Regions from separate parts of the Sus scrofa genome. Here all the other regions are linked to region 1. The links are chromatin contacts, called in public Hi-C and HiChIP or PLAC-seq maps. All regions are on one chromosome and are shown on one strand. The core of a region is the stretch at or near the end of the contact, and the rest is flanking DNA. Distances in the headings are between cores, read along the strand shown.

The links. A called contact is a pair of places that touch in the nucleus more often than the background predicts. HiChIP or PLAC-seq counts read pairs in DNA pulled down with a chosen protein or histone mark.
Region 2: a contact with region 1 is called in a Hi-C map of skeletal muscle, with 6 times the contacts expected there. The contact joins the promoter of MOBKL3 here to the promoter of RFTN2 in region 1. A contact is called at or near these places in 1 of 5 promoter capture datasets (fetal liver), 6 of 47 Hi-C or Micro-C datasets (alveolar macrophages, brain, embryonic fibroblasts and 3 more) and 2 of 2 datasets of contacts at active chromatin or transcription factors (alveolar macrophages and skeletal muscle).
Region 3: an H3K27ac HiChIP or PLAC-seq map of skeletal muscle shows a contact between it and region 1. The contact joins the promoter of BOLL here to the promoter of RFTN2 in region 1. A contact is called at or near these places in 10 of 47 Hi-C or Micro-C datasets (brain, embryonic fibroblasts, fetal heart ventricle and 5 more) and 1 of 2 datasets of contacts at active chromatin or transcription factors (skeletal muscle).

The regions. Positions count from the first base shown.
Region 1 is chr15:101,499,094-101,503,158 of Sscrofa11.1, reverse strand. It overlaps RFTN2 (raftlin-2), which reads left to right and starts at 2,233. Exons shown (of 9, transcript XM_021075725.1): 1 at 2,233-2,995. The coding sequence starts at 2,857.
Region 2 is chr15:101,389,126-101,393,190 of Sscrofa11.1, reverse strand. It overlaps MOBKL3 (MOB family member 4, phocein), which reads right to left and starts at 2,278. Exons shown (of 8, transcript NM_001032379.1): 1 at 2,204-2,278. The coding sequence starts at 2,263.
Region 3 is chr15:101,599,934-101,603,998 of Sscrofa11.1, reverse strand. It overlaps BOLL (protein boule-like), which reads left to right and starts at 1,767. Exons shown (of 11, transcript XM_021075731.1): 1 at 1,767-2,485. The coding sequence starts at 2,465. It also overlaps a transcript of PLCL1 not described here.

The DNA.
Region 1 (4,065 bases), core at 984-3,483:
AAATAGCCAAAATGCTGCTTTTTACACATTATAATAATACAATGAAATACCATGTAATTGTTAAAATAACAGGAATGTGTGCTACATTGATATATAGAAATGTGTTTGAAACATCATTAAGGGTCAAATAAAATCTTATTTCATTGGACTTTTGGAGATAAAAATGATTACGTGATGGCTCAGTTGTGAACTAAAGGAAGTGCAGTTCCTTTCGCTAGTGATAAAAGAAATTGTTTACGGATATATGCACCATATTCATTCATTTTTTCAGTCATCAGTTCTCAACAGGACTACTGCAATACTCTCCTGAGTAACAGGCTTCCCCCTATTCTTGCTTTTAGTAAGACCATTTTCCTCAAAGCAGCCATAGTAACCCATCAAAAACACAAACTTATGTCAAGCTTCTCCTTTGACTTGTCCATTTGATTATTTGATTCTCTTTGGTTACCTATAAAATAAAATCAAAATTCCCTTTGTGTGGCATATAAAACCCATTAACTGTCTCCTGCCTCCTTTATAGCTTAGTCTTCTTTCAAATGTTATATTCTAGTAAATCTCAACTGCTTTGTGTTTCTTCAAGTTCATGCCACAGTTTCATGATTCTGTGATATTGCTCATGCTTTTCCCTTTTCCTAGCACACGCTCCCCACCTTTTTTTTATCTCTCTTATGCATATTCATTCTTCAAGACAGCTCAGACAGCATTCTCCAAACCGAGTTAGAAGCCCCTTCTTGGGTTTCTATAATATCCTATGCTTACTTCCATATTAGCAGCTACCAAATCAAATTGAAATTATCTGTTTATGTCTTCCACCTTAAGCCTTAAGTGTCTTTAGGGCAGAGGCCATGTTTAGTCAGCTTGTGTACCCAGACAGCATCTAATATTGTGCCTCCAATATAGCAGGCAGTTATTAAGTATAATGAGTACTTAATAAATAATCTCCCAGGCACGGCAACAGGGACAAGTGAACTTCAGATATTCTACTACTGCCATCCAGGAGCTCACAGCCCATCTTACAAAAGAGGACATGAAAAATGACAGCCATGAAAGCACTAGGAATAGTCAAATGAGTCACACGAGGTTAGCGTCTGCTGTCTTTTTAGCCAAATTTACCCAAAAATTCCTTACCACCAACCACACTCATCCTTGAGACTATGAAATTTTCCTCTGTTAAAAATATTTCTAAAAAGTAAACTATTTCGAGACGAGTAAGCAGAAGGAAGGGACAAGCGGTCACATCAATCTACAGACTAAATAATCTACCCCCCTTTGAGAGTTCTCATGTGACCTCGTCTATATAACCAAAATATCTCTTCAGGCTTGTGTTTAAAAATCTGAAATGTGATCAAGGTTTATTTTGTGAATAACAGGAATGGTGGCAGAACCATTTCCTTTTTATTACTACTCTCAACTCTGTTTTATAATGTTAGCACATTAACAAATTAATGGTATTCACCAGGCGTACTGTTAAGATATGAGATAAGATTATCTCATTCGACCTTCATAACACGCTTATGAAGTAAGTACTATTATTAGCTCCATTTTATAGGGGAGGAAACTGAAACTTGAAGAGGTCCAGTAACTTGCCCAATATCACGTCTCTAGTTGGCACTAGAGGCAGGATTTGAATCCAGGAAGTCTGATTCCAGGGCTCCCAGTTTTGATGAGTGCACCATTCTACCTGACCTGTAAATAGTAAAGTACCCATTGCAGTAAATACCCATTACAATTATAAATTGTTCTTGACTTCAGGTAAATGGCAATTTCTAAGACTGAATGAATCAAATTGTCACTTTTGTTGTTGTTTTCTTTTAATTAAGGATGCTCTGGGACTTGTGGAAGTGTTTATTAGTTATTATCATAAACCTTCTAATAGTATTTTAAACTTAAAGAAGTTTAGGGAAACTAATTACCCCACATTACTCTCTCTCTCCTTTGTGATTAAATGAAGTCTTTTATTATAATATTTCATACAAACTTTTATATGTGGCAGTTTTAACTAGCATATGATTTTTCCAGCAAAAACGAAACTTCATGTGGAAAGAAATCCTGAAGAGAGCTATCTAAAAACTAAAAGTGGGTTGTTGTTTTTTTTAACTTTAACGTGTCTCCTTTTAGACTCCAGAAACAGTTTTCTCATAAAGCTGACTTCCTTTCTGGAAATGATTTTTGTTTCCAACCATGTTGAGAATCCATTTCTCTCTCCCTCTATTTCTCTCTCTCTCCCCCCCCCCCAACCCCTCTCTCTCTCTCTCTCTCTGTCTGTGTCTCCCTCTGTCTCTCTCTCTGTCTGTCTGTCTCTCTCTCTCCCTTCTTGCTTGGTAGTAACTAGGAAGAAGGAGGGGTGGGCACAGGAAAAAGGGAAAAGAGAAAACAGAAAAAGAATTGCATGCCACTATGTCTGAATATATCCTCTACTTGTAGATAATTCCATCTAATTTGCACTTTTGTCTTTTTATTTCCGTTTTTGGACACCTCCTTTATCATCCAGCCAACTGGGATAGACAAAGCACTGTTGGTGCCCTGAGCGACAGAACTCTGGTAGGGGGCTGGCTGTAAATTGACGTGGCATGGAAATTCTTCGCTAAGTTGTAGCAGCTTGCATGTTTCTCCTAAGAGCAAGCCCAGCCTCCCGGAGCTGTAGCTTAATCATCATGGGTTCAACGACTTTACAGAAAAATGGATAGAAGTCTTCTGCTCCTTTCTTTGGACTCAAATGTTTTCTTTTTGAATATCTATGATTTAGCTGAAAAAATCAAAGCAGTTAAGTCTGTAACTTTCTTTTTGCAGCTTAAACAACAGAATTTGCTGCTCTCCCTCCCCTATCCTGCAATTTAATTCCTTACAGATTTTGCCATGGGGTGCGGACTTAGAAAGCTAGAAGACCCTGATGATAGCAGCCCTGGAAAAATATTTTCTACCCTGAAGAGACCGCAAGTGGAAACAAAGGCAGAATTTGCTTACGAATATGTATTGCTGGATTTTACTTTACAAGGTACTTTTTGCTTCTTTTTATTTGTTTAATGAAAGATTTCAAAGATAAGGGACTACTGGTTTTTTTAAGTATTGGTTCGTGAATTTTTAAACTGCCCTTCATAATCAGATTGTACAGTCAATCTAACAGTAATGCTTTGTTTCTTCCACTCTGAAAGATTTTTGTTTTGTTTGCTTTGTTTTTTTGTAAATTTGGTTCTTATGTACTTTATAAAATTAGAAAAAGTTCTTGGAAATATGTCTTTCATTTTTAAATCAAGTGCTTATTTGTAGAAGGATATATGAAAAAGATTTGATTTCCAAGCCAAACAGCTATACCCTTAATGACAGTCTGTGTTTTGAAAAAAGATCTGCAAGGCACAAGAAGGTAGCATACAAGAAATATTACTTGCATCATGTAGACGAGTGTTTGCTAAGACAATTCCGAGGTTTCCAGCTATGGTTAAATGTTCTGATTGTGCTAGTCACTTGATATTTTTGACCAAACTAAACTTGAAGTTTGAAAATACAGTAAAAAAGAAAAAAGGGGGGAAAAAATAGTCTTCTGTAAGACACTTCCTTTGCTTGGTGCCTAACAGAGAAACTCCCTGTTCCAGAAAGTTGGAAACACAAATAAACAAGCCCAGATGGCAGCCCTGTGCAAGGAACAGAGGCAGCTCTACTTCACAAATACTTTGCCTCACTTCTTTGGGAAACTTCAGAGTTCTGTACAACCACAATGATAAAACTGCATTTTTTTAAAAGAGCAGAACTATGTCTTTAATTACAGGATACTAAGAATGAAATTTCGAGTGTCTTGCTTGCTGTTAGAATTTCCAGATGTCAGTATCTTAAGCTCTTATTACGAAGTTATACTTTTAATTCTAATAAGCCACAAATTTTATCAGTTAATAGAAGGCTTATACTAAGTAAATTATCATACTGGATATTATGTTAATTTCTTTTCAACTTAAACACAAATTCTCTATTTTTTGGTTGCTCTATGAACAGTGCATCTTTGTGCAAGAGCAGCCCATTTTTCTTTGTCAAAAACTGAGCTAGCCAGCAAGGAAACTTCCTTCCAGAGACATA
Region 2 (4,065 bases), core at 1,029-3,528, 110 kb after region 1:
CAACATGGATGGAACTAGAGAATCTCATACTGAGTGAAATAAGTCAGAAAGAAAAAGACAAATACCATATATCACTTATAACTGGAATCTAATATACAGCACAAATGAACATTTCCACAGAAAAGAAAATCATAGACTTGGAGAATAGACTTGCGGCTGCCCAGGGGGCAGAGGGAGGGAGTGGGAGGGATCGGGAGCTCGGGGTTAGTGGATGCAAACTATTGCTCTTGGAATGGATTTACAATGAGATTCTGCTGAATAGCATTGAGAACTATGTCTAGATACTTACACTGCAACACAACAATGGGAAGAAAAAGTATGTATACATGTATGTGTAACTTGGTCCCCATGCTGTACAGCGGAATAAACAAATAAATAAATAAATAAGAAAGAAAAGAAAACCAATTATGTGCCTATATCCCAATCTAACCAATTAAAAAAAAATAGGAAGATACTCTATCTATTCTATTATTGTTCTAAATAAATCATTTTTGACTAGACGTTATTTCACTGAAAGAAATCACTGTGAGAGACAAGGGATAGGATAAAATGCTGCTTAAGCAGCCCTTTAAAAAAATCCTAACCTTTTCTGTTACATTTTATTTAACACTTTTGATCTATGACAATGTGGTAAAAGTAAAGGTGCTTTCTTATAACAACATACTTACTCAGAACAACATAGCAAATGAGTGTTAAAATAATGAGTTAAAGTATATGATTTTAACTAACCTTTCAAAATTAAGAACTTTTGAATACGTAAAAATGGATGATTCTCAGATTGTGAGTACAAAAGTCTACTTATGAATATAAATAGAAATCTAGAGTTGATCACTTAAAAGTATCACAAACAATGCTCCCACAGAATAAGAAGTAAAGGTATATAAGAAAAAGATCATTTATAACGAAAGAAACTTTGGAAACAGCAAAGCATAAATAATATAAATTCCGAGTGGTATAACCATAAAATTGCCAACAGAAGTAATTGACATATGACTCCACTAAAAAAAAAAAAAAAAGACTTTCAAACTAAACTCTCTACAATTCAGTACTAAAAGCAACTTGTTAAAGAGAAAACTAGTGAACTAAGAATCTGGAGACTGTGTAACTCTCAGCAAATGCAATCTAACATCTGAGTTCAGTTTCCTTATTTACAACACGGATCTGGGAAGGTATCTGAATGTAAAAGTTTCCTTTGAAAGGACTCCCTTTCAAAGATATTTCCCTTAATATCTTTCTGTACAAGATATTAAAATCTATTCTCTGGCATATGGTCATAGCTCCACTGTTGCTTGTTTTTTTCCCACCCACTTGTCTTCTTTAAAATTAACACATCTTACATTTTAACACATCTCTTAACACATTAACATTTTAACACATCTCTTCTGATATCGGAGCATCTACTCAATAGCAAGCCATTTTGCTTGGCAAATTAATCAGATGAAGTTTAAATGCCTACTTTATTATTTTTTTTAAACAATGTGAGGCGTCCCCGTCTTTTGCAAACACCGAGAATCAATATCTAAACAAGCACCAACTCACCCCAAGTACCGCCCTATAAAAAAGTTGATAAATTATCTGTTCATTCCCTATTCGTCACACATAATAACAAGGAAATTCACAAGGAATGACATCTAACAAGTCACAACCTGATGATGAAAACTTGCTGGACCAGAGAACAGTTACAGCGAGAAGTAGTCAAAGACAAACAGCAAGAAAAGGAGGATAAAGCAAATTATCAACTCCCAAATCCGGCTAGTCAAGCTGGACGGCAAGTCCGGCACGTCAGAAGCCAGGTAGGACCTGGAAACCAGAACGAAGTAGGCTGTGGCAGCCCCGACCCTCACGGAAACGCCGGGGTCTCCACCTGGCCGGCCGCACCCCTGAGACGCTGGTCAGCTGGGGATCAGAGAAGAGGCGAGAACAAGCGAACAAGCAGTCGCTGTGGACAGACTTCCAGCTCCAGGCCTCGGTGGCCTCACGCGCCCCGCACGCCCATCCTCAAGTCCGAGCTCCACAGGCCTCGCGGGCCGCCGCCGCCTCAGTTAGACCAAGGGGCTGAGGCTCCGGAAGAAGAGGCCGGGCGCTAGTGCCCCCGCCCGCCCGACGCCCGGGCCCAACCTCCTCTCAGGGGAGTCCACCCTCTACGTGCGCCGCGGCTGAGCACCAAAAGCCCCCAACTCCAGCAAAAGTGTAGACATAGTACCTGAGCCTTGGTGCCTGGCCTGTTCCGCCTCAGCACAGCCGTCCCCTCCGCCATGACCATAGTGCCAGAGTCTGGGCGGCAAGTGTCGGTACCCGGATGTAGAGGACGGCTGCCTGCGCGGGGGGCGGGGCGGAGCAGCGCTCTGCGTCCGGGCGCCGGGGAGGGGTGGCTGCTGACGGCACAGCCCTAGCCCGCGCGGGGCAGGGCGGGAAGCCTGGGAGGAGTCTCGGAAAGGGCCGGTTGGCGAAGGGAGGGGAAGGCGAGAGAAGGAACAGTCCTTGGCTAGCGGGCGGGAAGGTTAGGCAAGAGACCGGCGGTGGGGCGGGGGTGCCGAGAGAGGCCCGTGGGAATACGCAGGTGGGCTTAGAGGGCAGCCAGGGTAATGTGCAAGATCGGCAAAACGCGTTGGTGTATCTGTTTAGGCTTAAGTTATACTGGAAGAATTAGAGCTTGCGCAATGGCGACCGTTTCAGTAAACCCTTGTGCAAGCAAATGCCTAGGGAAGTGTTAATTCTGTCCCGAAATCACCTTAGACATGCAAAGTGGGAAACAGGGCCAGCAGTCTGGGAAAATTCCACAGACCCTGCATGAAATCGATCCAATCTCAAATCAGACTGGGGTTGGGAATGTAAAATGATATTTCCGCTACCCGCTAATTTATCTGAAATAGAGTGGACATCTGGTACTGTGCATTAAATAGACAAATTTAGCTTGTATTTTTTGCAAGTCAGAAGCAGGAGGAGGAGTTCCCGTCGTGGCTCAGTGGTTAACGAATCTGACTAGGAACCACGAGGTTGAGGGTTCGATCCCTGGCCGTGCTTAGTGGGTTAAGGATCCGGCGTTGCGGTGAGCTGTGGTGTAGGTTGCAGACGCGGCTCAGATCCCGCGTTCCTGTGGCTCTGGCGTAGGCCGGTGGCTACAGCTTCCATTCGACCCCTAGCCTGGGAACCTCCATATACCGCGGGAACAGCCCTAGAAAAGGCAAAAAGACAAAAAAAGAAGCAGGAGGAGAAAATGAATGCCCCTTGATGGATGGTGGTAGTTTTACATCTTACAGGATTTCACATTTCCTCTGTTGCAAGTTTAACATGTTCTCTAAAGTCATGAAATCACAGCAGTAGTAGCAAACTTTTTTTCTGTTCCTGCTTAGAAACCTTAAATCTTTGATCTGGACTGAGGGAGGCCTTAGGTTACCAGGTGGAAAGACAGTTAAAAGGGTGAACAGTACATATAGCAGGGTGATTTCCAAGAGAGAAAACATCAGTTATCAGGTAAGCCTAAAGATGTATGGAAAATGCTGAGAGCAGAGCTTTGTAACAGACAGCCTCCAAAGATGGAAATAAGGAGAAGCAAGGTTGGTTAAAATGAGTGAGTGCAAAGCTGAATAACTGTCAGTGACTTCGAAGTCTGTTCAAAAGTATTTAACAAACAGGAGTTCCCATGGTGGCGCAGTGGTTAACGAATCCAACTAGGAGCCATGAGGTTGTCAGTTCTATCCCTGGGCTCGCTCAGTGGGTTAAGGATCCGGTGTTGCCATGACCTTTGGTATGGGTTGCAGACACGGCTCGGATCCTGCGTTGCTGTGGCTGCAGTATAGGCCGGTGGCTATAGCTCTGATTAGACCCCTAGCCTGGGAACCTCCATATGCCGTAGGTGCGGCCCTAGAAAAGACAATAAATAAATAAATAGATAAGTTTTTAACAACAGAGCTATATTTATTTACCTTTAAGTAAGATTCCTTCATTATGGAAGATGTAGAGACTGGTAACTTTTCAAGAGCAAGAACAATTCCATCACTCCCTCCCAGATATCAAAAGATTTATTAATTCAACAAATATTTATTAAGCACTGAGATACAAGTA
Region 3 (4,065 bases), core at 518-3,017, 100 kb before region 1:
AAAATATACAAGCAGCCAAGAGGTACAACATGCTCAACATTGCTAACTATTAGAGAAATGCAAATCAAAACTATGATAAGTTCCCATCATGGCACAGCAGAAGTTAATCCAGCTAGGAACCATGAGGTTGTGGGTTCGATCCCTGGCCTCACTCAGTGGGTTAAAAATCCAGCATTGCCGTGAGCTGTGGTGTAGGTTGCAGACTTGGCTTGGATCCCAAGTTACTGTGGCTCTGGCATAGGCCAGAGGCTATAGCTTCGATCTGACCCCTAGCCTGGGAACCTCCATATGCCACAGAAGCAGCCCAAGAAATGGCAAAAAAGACCCAAAAAAAAAAAAAATAGTCTCTTCTCCCCTTCTAAATTGAAAACAAGGACAGAGGTTTGATCTTGTGCATCTTTTTATGTCTCACAGTATGATGTATTGGACAAAATAGGAACTCTATAACCATGTACTAAGTACTAATCTTACATGATGTATCTAAATTTTAAAATTTTTTTAAATTGCTTTAAGGATTAAGAGTTAAAAGCAGAAAAGAAAATTATCAAACTGCAAATACAGTGTATCATCCTAACACCTTGAATTAGTGTTCCTTCCCTCAGTTGTTGATCAACTTGCGTGTCACAGACTGAACACCTACTATGGTGAATACAGTCTTCAAAAATAAGTGTTTTCAGGCAAAAAAGATTGGGCAAAAGAGACTGTAGTAATATCTACCTAAATCCATCATTACTGCTATAAAAAAAAAATGCCCAAAGAAGATAATGTCTAATGGCACTGAACAGCAAAGTTATTCTCCTCTGGAATATGAATTTTACTTTTAATAGGTTTGTAGTCTCCGTTTCCCACAGATACTGAGAAAATAAGCTTAAATTGTATGCACAAACATATAAAGACTTTTAGGATGCTTTAACTGACCTCCATTCAGTGAAAAAAAAAATATTTCCCATTTTTGGCAAATAATATGAAGAGCTAATGTTTGAACAGAGTAAAAATTAAATACATAACAAATTTAACTCTATATCCTAAAAGTAAAATAACCCAAAGTCAAACTTTTATAATAGAGAATACAAAAGTTATTACTGATGTAATTTTTGACAGGTGTTGCTCCTAATTCTTTAAAATTTTATGTCAAAATGGTTAACATCATGACCTGCTGTCAGAAAGACCCCGGTTAAATCTATAGCTTTAGACCTTGATCAAATTACTTAACCTCCAAATCTCCATTTGCTCACCTGTAACATGATGAATACAGGAGTATCTATTGGAAGGGTTTCTGTGAAAATAAAATGATTAAATGATACTGATTGTAAAGCACTGCGGCTGGCACAAAGCGAGCCCTTGATAAGCTATAATCATCATCGTTACAGAAGTTTATCTAGTTTCTCTTAGAACTTGGTTATACGGGTTACATATATATATATATATATACATATATATATATACTATACTGGCGATATAGGTATATAAGAGGCAGCTAGCTTTTAGAAATAATTTTTACAAAACAGTCTTATTTCAAAGGAAATCCCAGGGCGGCTAGAGCCACTCCAGCCAAGTGGCACAGTCCTCACCCCTCGGGCGCGCGGGTGGCTCCCTCACCGGCCGGCTCCAGAGGCTGAGCGGAGGTCCCGCGGTGCTCAGCCGGCGCGGGCCTGGGGCGGGCGCCGGAGCCTGGACACGGCTGCGGCAGCGAGTCTCGGCCAAGCCGCCCGCGCAGCCCCGCCCGCTCAGCGAGGATGAGTGACGGCGACAACAGGTGCAGAGCGGCGTCCGCGGCTTCTCCGGAGCCCCCGAGTTTGGCGCGTCAGGCCCAGGGGGTCAGACTTTGACTCGGCAAACTGGCCTCCTCGCCCCTCACCAGCCTTCTTCCGAAATCGCCCCTCAGCCGGCTTCTCGCACTTTAGTAAAGCCTGAGGTCACCTCCGCCTCTCTCACCAGTCCCAGACGCCAACTTTCCTCCAAAGGAGAGGAGAGGGAAAGGCGTTCGGTGCATGGAGCTTTGCATAACCGTTCGCTTTCTCCTCCCCAGCCGTCCGAAAGCAGGCAAGCGTGGCTCCAGAACCGAGCTCTCGGTCCGCACACCCCACTCCCGTCCCGACGTGCCGCACGCTCTGCAGCTGAGACGGCCCAGCTCAGCGAGCACCAGCCACAGCCGAAACTCACCCGCCCGCACCCCTCCCCGGCTTACTGCGCCCGCCCGCACCGCTGTCCGCCGCCCAAGGCGAGGTCGCCTGCCTCCCGCCCCCACCCCCCGCCCGACCCCAACCACCCCCGCCCCCCCACCCCGGGTGGCAGGTTCAGGCCCTGGGTCCGAGCCTGAGTCGCTGCAGCTGCCACCGCCGCCGTCGCCGCCAGGGGGAGAGAGTCTCCGTCGGGAAACGGGGGGCTGCTTCTGGGTGTGAAGGTGCTTTCAAACTTTACGGTTTTGTTCCTCTCACCCGGCTTTTGAAGAGCGGAGAAAAAGATGGAGACCGAGTCGGGGTCGGTGAGTACAGTGATCAGGGCCTAGGGTGCTGTGCCCCAGGGTGCGGGGGAGAAAAAGCAACGTGGACTCCGTCCGTGAGGGGCTGGAAGAGCAAGTCTACAGCCCACTAGTTCATCGGGAAGAAACGTGAACAGGGAGCCCCATCGACTTCCACCAAGAGCAACCCGCCTGTAGGCCTGTGGGGTTGTGTCCTGGGGTTGGCAGGGTGTGGCCAAAGGACCTGGACAGGTGTGGACGGGCTGAGGGACCTCAGAAACGGCCAGGAGGTTTGGGGAGGCGGTGGGTGGCTAGGCCCCGTGCACCAGATGGGGTCCAGGCTAGAGAAACAGTTTTCCCGCCGAAACTTGACTAGGCTGAGTCTTCAGTGCTCACTCGAGCGGTACTCCACCCAGCAGCCCATGGGAGGAGTTGCTGGGGCGACTGACGCCTCCACTCCCGGAATGGTCAGCGGAGACCAGAAGGCCTGAGAGACCTGAGGGGGACCGGGTAGGGAGGACCTGTACTCAGGTGGGACCCAGACACTGTAGCACCGGGTGCGCGCCCAAGCTGGTCAGGCCTAGCGGGGGAGGGGCGGGAGACCGAGTAGGCCCGAGACGCTGTGGCAACGTGCCGCCGCGCCCCGCCCCGCGACCCGCCGACAGCCAATCAGCGCGCTCCACGCCAGGGCCGCGGGGCCTGATGCACACGAGGCCGGCGTCAGGCTCGGTGCCGTTGAGGGTTCCCGAGGGTTCCCGCCACTGCTGCTGGCGGATTTGCTGGGCAAAATTTCTCGCTGGCTAGCTTTCTTTTCCCTCCCGCACTTTGGTGGGGAGGGGGTGGATCCTCGAGTCAGTGCTCAAGTTCACGATGACCCCAGAGAACCCGAGGAAGTTGTCGCTGCGGCCGTTTCCCCCAGCGCCTCAGCTTTCTGGCCTCGGAGGGGAAGGAGCACGGAGGCCGTGACTGCGACGGTTAGCCCACCCTCTTCCTGTTGTCTTCGTCGGCAAAGTAGACGATAGTTTTCGAGGTTAATTCTCAAGTGGCGGAGGCAGAGGGGGCACATTATTTGGGAGGAAATTTTAAATAAACTCTTTAGTACTAGAAGTTTTACTAAGCTAAGAACCCTTATGTCTAACCCCAAAACCGCACCCATCTAGGAGCTTTTCATATATTCGCAAAATTATTGACAGCAGAATTTGAGGCTTTTATTACCTCAATGAATTGCTAGCCTTCTCTAAAGAACTTCGATGTTGCCTGTACCTGAGCCTTGTTACTGCCAAAATTAATATTGTGTTCTTCAGCCCACAAGCTAATGGTTAGCATATCATGAACAGGAAGAAATTATTCATTTATTCATTGGTTCAACAAATATTTGAACACCCTCTTTACCTACTTTAGATGTCGCAGAAACAAAACAGGCAAAATCCCCTTCTTTCGTGACGATTACATTATAGAGGGAAAGACATAGTAAATAAATTATATAGTATGTTGGAAAGTGGTAAGGAGAAAAAGCAGTTAGAAACCGCACTAGAACAGGAGCCTTAGAAACTGGAGAATGAAGTGAATGGGATATAAACAACTGGTGTTTTTCTTTCCTCAGT